2 separate regions of the Drosophila melanogaster genome follow, and region 1 is linked to region 2. A link is a contact called in public Hi-C data. All regions are on one chromosome and are shown on one strand. The core of a region is the stretch at or near the end of the contact, and the rest is flanking DNA. Distances in the headings are between cores, read along the strand shown. Region 1 holds the start of Zip102B (Zinc/iron regulated transporter-related protein 102B). Region 2 holds the start of lncRNA:CR43956 (long non-coding RNA:CR43956).

Region 1 (4,653 bases), core at 1,374-3,873, 180 kb before region 2:
CAAAAAATTAGTTTCGAAGGCCAGGTTTTATACAAAACCTTTGCTTTAAAAATAATTATTGACCAAGAATATTTCGATAAACTCATAAAAAACATTTTTAATGTAATTGTTGAAGATTAAAAGACTACAAATTAGTAAATTTTGGACTTCTTTAAATCGACGATTATCGTTAAAACTCGCACCCGTGCATTGGTACTTACATGATACACTGGCTGTGTCCCGCTGATTTGACTGTCATTGCCGCGTAAAAGTGAAATGTCATCTGAAGTGCTAATTTTTAAGCAATTACCCATTTCATGCGTTTTTCGAAGATTTAACTGAAATATATGCACACGTAAAGAAAATTTATACGGCTCGTTTTATCTTGTATTTTAGTTAAGTTGTAAAACTTTATATTTAAATGCAGTGTAAGCTTTTTTTTAAAAGTTGTACATAACAAACACAAAGTAAAAGGAAGATCAAAGAAGACCATTTACGCGACCGAGCCAAAGAAAAGCTTTTTTTTTTTGTTTTAGCGAACGAGAAAAATCACGATTGCAAAAATTTCCGATTGGGAAACCAAAACCTCTATATGCAGCTCCCACATAGAGCTTAAATCTTGAAAGTTGTGCGGCCACAAGGATTAAGGAAATACCTGCCGCCAATAGACCTGGCCGAAACTAAAGAAGACATAAAAAGTGGAAACTGGTTGGGCCAAGGAGCAAAATTGGTCTCGAAGGTAAATAGTGTTTTTCTACCAAACTTGCATCGTAGTTTGATGGGTAACATATGTTTTTTGACTTCATATCACCCCACATCTGCAAAATCTCGATGTGTTGTTTATCGATAAAAGATTGCCAAGACATAAAAATATTCAAAAAAAAACGAGTACCGCGTATAATGATATAAAATCTAGGATCTGTTATAGTTAATATTTCTACACCTTTACTTAAAAAAATTTTTGTTTCTTAACGGAAAAAACTGAAGAAAACTTTCCATTCCTTAAAAACTGGAAATTGATATATGATATGATGATATTTTTTTCATATGGACGTCTAGATACTTTCAATCTGTTGAATATCCTTATCGTGTATGTTTTACACTACATTGACATTGGACTTTACTTTTAAGGATATTTATACACACGCTTGTTAAGGGGAAGTACCAATCGCTAAAAGATTTATTATACTATTTCATACGCGATTTGGCTTGGCTCGTTTTAAACTTTGCGATGAACACTTGTACATCACACAACGATTGTTTATTTATTGATGCATTACCTTTACTCCGCACTGAGCAAATTGTAGTAACTAATAAAAAAATAGTGTTACAAAACGAGATATTCATTAAATTATATGGATGTATTTGTTTGATTACGATTCGTCACTCAACGTTGGAAGAATCCTGTTTTTGCCAATTCTGAACGCCAGATGAAGGTGCAAATATTCGTGATCCATCTATTCTTAAAAACCTTGGACGACTTATTCTATTTTCATTTAATTTTATAAGTTTATCGGAAATTAGCAAAATAATGAAACGTTTAAAACTCACATATACAGTACCAATTAGTACCAATCCCCAAGAAATCTTAAATTAATAAGTACGCATGCATGTATATAAAATGCACATATGTATACACAACTTTCATAATAAACAGAAACAATTTAGTTAGTTGATTTAAAAAAAAAAAAACATTAAATGTGACTTTCTTTGAAATTAGACTAGATTCGATTTAATAAAGCCTGATTTATTCCATATGCTTAGACTTTTTACCTATTTGACAATAAATAAACCAAAATCAACAGTGCTGTTAATAGTATGACCTTAGGTTACCAAACTGTTTATGTAAATGGTGTAATACACGTTGTGCACTGAGATAAATTACATTCTCACGTTGCGCTATACAATCATAATACGGAATACAACCCTCCATGTAGTACGAGAGAGTGATGTATCCCTAAATAACTTATTAAATAAATAAATTATAAGGATCTAGAATTTTTTATGTTATGTGATTTCTGACGATATATAGATAAGCCAAATGAGCAATTATTGTAGGATAACACACGGTGACACCAGGAAAATACTATATACCGCACACTTTAATATATTTACAGAATTTATTTAAAATATTAAAATTAACTGGTGACCGATCATAACCAGTAAAAGGTAGAGCAACTACTATAGGTTTTGCGAACAAGTTAAATTTTCCGATAAACAATAGCTTAAAGAAAATTTGGTTCACTAGCTCCATTCGAACAATTATTCTTAAAACCATTAAAGGTTTTTTCTTTTTTTTAAATTTCACATGAGAGCAAATAAAAAATCGGTTAAAAGTCGGTTGAGAATGCTTGGTACTATTTCTAAATATATATTATATATAAATTATATATATTATATTATATTATATAATATTATATATATTATTATATATTATATTATATATATTATCTTATATTATATTATATATATTATATTATATTATATTATATATGTTTTATATATATTATATATAAATTAAAAATGGTATCATACATTTGTATCGGACCATCTAAAACCGTTTTCAATAAGTTTGTATAATAAGCCAGTGGGTAAGACATGAAATATAATAACTTAAAGGTATTGTTCACAGTCTGGGAAAATTTCGTACGTCTGTAGGATCGCGAGTTTTAACGGGATGAGAAGAAAACAAATTGTATAGTTCTGTTGTGGTATGAGATGTTAATTTGGTTGAAGTGTTATTGTAGAATATGGTATAAGTTCCACAGTTGGTTGCTGCTATATGCGTTGTTAAAATGTTAATAAGGCTCATCTCTAGCGATTGAGTTGGCAAAAACATGTAGCTTTGATGGTATTATGCTCATTAAAATTAAGTTGGGCAATCATGGCTGAGGAGACAATAATTCTCATTTTATTAGTGTTGGTTATGCTTGTGGGGTCTTATTTGGCAGGGAGCATACCGATGCTGATGAAATTAAGCGAGGTCGGTACTAAACAATGGCATTTTAAATACAAAAAAAATTTAATGTGAGGTATTTGGAGCACCACTAGTGCATTAATTTGTTCTACTTAATAAATGTCATTAAAGGAAAAGCTAAAATGTGTCACTGTGCTGGGAGCTGGATTGTTAGTGGGAACTGCTCTCGTTGTTATTATTCCGGAGGGCATTCGATCATTGTATGTGGGGAGTGGCCAATCCCAAAAACGGACATCAGTTCCGGAGCAACCAGATTACTCACAGACCATTGGACTTTCTCTTGTGCTTGGATTTGTCTTCATGATGTTGGTGGACATCTCTCAGCGGAAGAGTAATGTTGGAAGTAATAAAAAAAACAATGCCACACTAACTCTTGGATTGGTTGTGCATGCCGCAGGTAAAGAAGCTTATATTGGTGTACCCACCATATCTTAAAAATTGTTGTTCTTTTGCAGCTGATGGAGTTGCATTGGGAGCAGCTGCCACCACTAGCCATCAAGACGTTGAGATAATTGTATTTTTAGCTATAATGCTTCATAAGGCACCAGCAGCATTTGGATTAGTGACATTCTTACTGCACGAAAAAGTAGACAGACATCAAATTCGCAGACACCTAGTCTTATTTTCCCTGTCGGCTCCCCTTATGACTATTTTAACGTATTTTGGGATCGGACAGGAGCAGAAGGACACGTTAAATTCCGTGAATGCCACTGGTATAGCTATGCTATTCTCCGCTGGAACATTTTTGTACGTAGCAACTGTGCATGTTTTACCAGAGCTTACCCAAGGGGGATTTACGAAAAGCGATCAGCATGATTATTGTTTGCTAGAGGAATCTCGAGGTGTTGCTACGAATGATATAAATGGAAGCAATAGTATTCAAGCACTAAAATATAGTGAATTGGTAATTCTGATTTGCGGCGCACTGCTACCCCTAATTATAACATTTGGACATAATCACTAGTAATGTAGTAATACATATATTTTTGTCAAATAAGATGAAGTAAAAGTTAAGGGATATTAAGCTATAAATATATTGGGTTTAATTTCTCGGATATACAATTATTAACATTAAGTGCTTTGCACAAAGATTTTGAATTTAATGAATTGTCGCATGAAAGTCAAATTTGGTACCGACGTCAACTTTTGTCAGCTTTCTGTAAAGTTGAGTGATTTGAGAGGCCTTATACGAGAATGTATTGTGAGTAAACCAAGCAAAATGAGGAAGGTCAAAAAGTAGTGCAAGAAATATTTTACTTTAATATTTAGACTTGCGCAGGCAGGAATAGTACGCAAGTCGGCGCCGAATTCATTGGCATCAGAATTTTGACTCCGGCTCCTATATACTATATGTTAATTTATAATTATATATGTTTTTATTGTATTTAATAACAATGGATAGTTTACGTTCTCAGAATGGTAGTAAAAAGTAAGAGACGGTTTAAAGGCAGCTTGGCAATGTCACCATTGGTTTACTGGATAACGTCTTCTGTTACGGCCTTAGATTACGGATTTCTATAACTACTTCTGCTATGACTTTCTACATTTATAGATACCTTTCTGCGTCTTTTCTACTTTAATTCTGCTCAACTTCTTTGCGGAATATTTTTCGCGCGTTCTTTATTTCCGCTGTTCTTGTCTTGTCTTGTAAATATGAATCATATCTTAGCAAAGATCTTTAAAAACTTCTTTGGCTA
Region 2 (4,821 bases), core at 411-2,910:
AACATTTCTGAACAATTTAAAATTACAAGTGAAGGCAATTATAAATTCTTCGACACTTTGAATATACTTCTTGGTTCTTATTCTTGTTTCTAACACTTATGCAATTATGCAAATTTTAATGTCAGCTACATTTGCCATCTTTGTAAAATGTCTCTCTTAAACAACATAGAAAGCAAGCGAACAAAATTTGTAACATCATTGAAGAGCAGTTCGATCTGCCTACCCGGCTCAAAAATGTTGGACGAGGTTGGATATCTAAGTTAAATGGCACATGATTATTGGCTAATAATTTAAAGTGCAATAATTTTAGCTGCCGTCGTTTAAGTGAAAATTGCGTTTGTAGACCTGCAGGATTTAGGCTCTGATATTTTTTTGGTTTGCTTCTTCTCCAGTTCTTTATTAATCATCCAAAAAACGTAATAAAATTTAAAACAGCTCCTCCGCTTCCCACACGCTTCTCAAAAAAAAATTGCTTGATGTACTCCTTTTGTAAAATCTTCAAGCTTAATCTGGTTCCTCTGGGCAGGACACCCTTTAACTTGTTAAGTGGTAATGTGAATACACATACACCAAAGCACGCGTTGAGCACATTTCTGTATAATATCTTACTTTTTTCCAGTTTCTTCTTTATAACACCTTGATATGAATTCATTACGATACAATCCCTCGGATTAAATTCTTAGTATGACAGGTGCGAATTTCTTGGCAATGGTAATTAAGAATGATGAACTTTAGTAGTCTGTGCAAAAAAGTATCGATTTAAAATTAAAAGTGGAATTCCACGTAGGGAACATAACTATTTTTTTTGTTTGTTATATACCTCAATTTCAATCATTTTAATAAAAACACCGTTCAGTGGCACATTAATAGCTACCCAAGCAAAATCAGGTATTAGTTCAATTTCTTTAATAGGCTCTTCCTTGTTGTTTGACCAAGTGATAAATTTCTGAAATGGAATGCAAATTGTAATATGTAATGAATCTAATAACGTTTTTTAATATTCAACTGTAAGCTAATTTCCCAATCGTAATATCTTTACTAATAATAATTCAATCTCACATCAACAGAAATTGAAAAGGCACTTAAAAAAATTATTTTTTAATATTTTTTATATATTTATAAAAATTGGATAGACAAAGGCAAAAACAATAAACTAGACAAACTAGAGCGGCATCTACGACATGGCTTAATCTCTAAACAAGTATACAAATTGGAAAAGAAATTGAGGTAGAATAACTGAATTTCTGCAGTGAGTTTTAATAACGTTTTCCTAATTATAGCTACATTCATATACATACATACATGTGTAGGTCCAGCAACTCCAATGTTGTTCCATAGATGACCAGTTCTGCAATGCGATTTTCATCCAGGTATTATTTTAAATTTTATTAATGGAAAGAAGTAGTTAAATAGGTAATAAATAATACAAAATGGACAAAACAAATTTTAATACACTCTGAAAATTCGTAAATAGATTAAACCTAACGCATAAAATGTGAGCTATACATGAAGAAATTTGTTAATAACACTCTTATGTACAGGAAATTTAATTAATTAAACATAATTTTATACATTATAATTATAAAAATTTGACGAATATATTTATAATAAAAAACCAACCAATACAAATTGGCGTTGCGTGGCCAGATTGACTCTGATATTTTAATATGCATCGACATTGAATGCTACAATAAAAACTAGTCTCATTTACGGTGGTCTGTTTAACTAATATCCAAAGTTACAAGAAGCAACTTCATGAACAACGAACCAATCATTTCCCATTTCACTGACATTGGCAATACCGGTGCAGTCAAAAAAATAACCCGAACAAATATGAATAGATAGCTAATCTTTACTTGGTAACTGAGACGCTTGTACTATAAGTTACTTCACTTAGATAAAAAAAATATGTATTTTAGATTAATTCATGTAAAAACCTTCACTTAGTAAAATGGCATCATTGTCATAGAAACTTCATCAAAACTTTTATATTTCGTGACATAATATAAAATCTATCAGTCCAAACATGTCATAGATACATGCATGTGTATGGAAGGACTGTGTATATACATATATTGTATCTAGATTCTAATATATATATCTTTACGCATATAGACATTATTTTAAAGCCATACTATGTAATAAACGTATGTTAAATTTACATAAACGTATAGTAACTTCACGATTTATATGTACGCCTTAAAAAACAAAATATTAAGGCAATGTGATGCGTTCACAATAATTACAATTCTTATTTTGGTGTCACCATAAAACTGCCTGTCCACATCCCTTTATTGATGGATTTCAAATAATGTTTAAGCGCACCCAAAAGTAAATACATTTAGAAAAAAATATTCAAATAGATATTTACACTGGCGATTTCTCTTTTACGCCAAGGTAGCTTCATAGAAGATCGAAGAGTTTTGGGACGATGGTGTATTTTATTTCCCGCTGCGGTGATCTGAATCCCATACATAGGTACAAATATACACATGTACTTTATTTACCTATTGTCATAACACTGAACTAATGCTGTATCTGTAATCATTTAACTTTTATTTTTTGTTGAAAATTCAGCAGTTGATACATAAGACATGCAACTGAAAATTCTTCTTTTTCTGAAATACAATTCAGGAATTCACTACGAGAAGGAATATTAATCAGCATATATGTATATAGTATATAGTCAATTTAGTATTTTAATTACATTTATTTATTGTTTTCCTGAGAAATGATTAAAATTTATGCATAGACTCAATTGATCCAAGTCATTCAAAGCCATCTTCAACGCTCGAGCTGCAATTCATTATTATGTATCCTAAGCTTTATACTAAAGAAGAGATTATAGTGTAGCTCGCGTATATTCGGTAGAATTTAATATATCACATATATATATATATGTATATATATATATATATATATATATATATATCATATATAAGCATAGGGCAAACACACGAAAACAGATATTCTAATAAGAATATTGTTTGTAATTATAATGGTAATATAAATGATTCAATGTAGACAGTTTGCACAATTTACGATGTTTATTTTAATAAAACAGATGTTCTAGACCAGAATCAGATTTTTACGAATGTGCTCTGTGGGATGGGCTACGACACCAAATTGTCCTTCTTGACCTTACGACTTACAGAAATGTGCTATACAAGAAAAATGGATTTATAAAATGGAATAATATGAACGTCTTGATCTCAGGAACTATAAAAGCTAGAAGGTTGAGATAAAGCATACAGATTCTAGACATAGACGCAGTGCAAGTTTGTTGCACCATATTGGCACGCCCACAAACCGCCCTAAACTGCCACGCCCACAAAGCGCCCTAAACTGCCACGCCTATACATTTGAAAAATGTTTTCGAATTATTCTCTGTCTTCTAAATTTCTATCGATTTGCCTTATAACTTTTTGCCACGCCCACACTTTTGCAAAATGTTAGGATATTTTTTCATATTAATATTTTGTCTTGTAAATTTCTATTAACATGACGAAAAAAATTTTTTTTACGTACACTCTAGAGCCGTAAAACCGCCCAAAACTGCCCCGCCCAAATTTTTTAAAAATGTTTGCGAATGTTTTACAGTTTTGTTAGTCTTGTAAATTTCTATCGCTTTGCAAACAATTTTTTGCAACGGCTTAGAGTTTACGACCTAATACCGTCCAAAACTACCATACCCACAATTTTGAGAAATGATTTAATTTTTTTGCAGTTTCTATCGATATTTAAAAAACAATATGTCAACCCACGCCCACTCTGACACCAAAAAGATGCCCAAATATATCCCGTTAACACCTTAGAGCATTAAAATTAATTTTTTACCCCAATTTCTTCCGATAAAAAATCATTTTGAAAATTGTCAGTATCACTTGAACTAGCTGAGCAACGGGTATCTGATAGTCGGGAGAGTCGACTATAGCGTTGTCTCTTGCTTTTAACTTATTTCCCTTAGAATGTTTTTTAATATAACAATAACATTTCCGAGAATTTCTAAGGCAGGCTCAGGTATTTGTAATAATTTTTTGGACTTCGATTTGGCCAAAATCTTATGATTGAAATGTTTGCTATCGGAATCTTAATTAAACAGTGAACAGCTGGCTAAGCTCTTTTCACATATTTTCTGGAAGCGTCCGCCTCTTCACAGTTTTATTTCCCATTTTCGCAATTATTTTCTTTACTGCACTTTAACCATTTATGTGATAAAATTAAAACGCATAATTTACAAAGAACCCTATCGCCCCCCTTAAATTAATGATTGAATTCTTCTATAATTTATAAGTTTTTTTTACTCTCCTATTTCGTTTTACTAACTGTATGGCAAACTTCCTGATAGCTTTTTGCGACCTTATTATCAACCCTTTGCCAAATCGAAAATTTTGCTTGTAAAATCTGAGTTGGGGTCAGAAATCAATTTTTTTTAAATAACTAAGGGGCAGAGTGATCTTGTGATGATGTGGCATAAACATCAATAGTCCAATGAGTAAACTATTTTATCCTAAGTAAATAAGATCTGCTTTGATATAAAAAAGGCACTTCGGCCAAAGTGCACATTTTACAAATCGAAAAAATTTTATAAATTCGAAAACCGGACCACCGACCTTGCGATTTCAAATCGAAATCCTAAAATTCTTAGAATTCGATTACCGGAGCATGCGCGTATAATAAAATCCTTTATAATAATGCAACAGCAGCACTGGTTGCGTAAATGGAATTTTGATATGGTAGGAAAACGATATAAAAAGTTTATACCTATCGAACTATTTTTGGTAATAAGCCGTCTGAACATTCTATGTAAATACATATAAC

Evidence for each region. A called contact is a pair of places that touch in the nucleus more often than the background predicts.
Region 1: a Hi-C map of the Kc167 cell line shows a contact between it and region 2, with 2.7 times the contacts expected there. The contact joins the promoter of Zip102B here to the promoter of lncRNA:CR43956 in region 2. A contact is called at or near these places in 19 of 107 Hi-C or Micro-C datasets (the Clone 8 cell line, the Kc167 cell line, the S2 cell line and 4 more) and 1 of 6 datasets of contacts at active chromatin or transcription factors (the Kc167 cell line).

The regions. Positions count from the first base shown.
Region 1 is chr4:312,057-316,709 of dm6, reverse strand. Zip102B (Zinc/iron regulated transporter-related protein 102B) reads left to right here and starts at 2,623. Exons shown (of 3, transcript NM_001297784.1): 1 at 2,623-2,962; 2 at 3,068-3,353; 3 at 3,412-4,653. The coding sequence starts at 2,864. The coding sequence ends at 3,920. Rnf11 (Ring finger protein 11) reads right to left here and starts at 1,787. Exons shown (of 4, transcript NM_001272124.1): 1 at 1,753-1,787; 2 at 201-317. The coding sequence starts at 293.
Region 2 is chr4:129,713-134,533 of dm6, reverse strand. lncRNA:CR43956 (long non-coding RNA:CR43956) reads left to right here and starts at 1,660. Exons shown (of 1, transcript NR_073614.1): 1 at 1,660-1,860. anne (anne boleyn) reads right to left here and starts at 2,314. Exons shown (of 11, transcript NM_205865.2): 1 at 2,247-2,314; 2 at 1,303-1,348; 3 at 821-946. Ank (Ankyrin) reads left to right here and starts at 4,685. Exons shown (of 12, transcript NM_001169348.2): 1 at 4,685-4,736.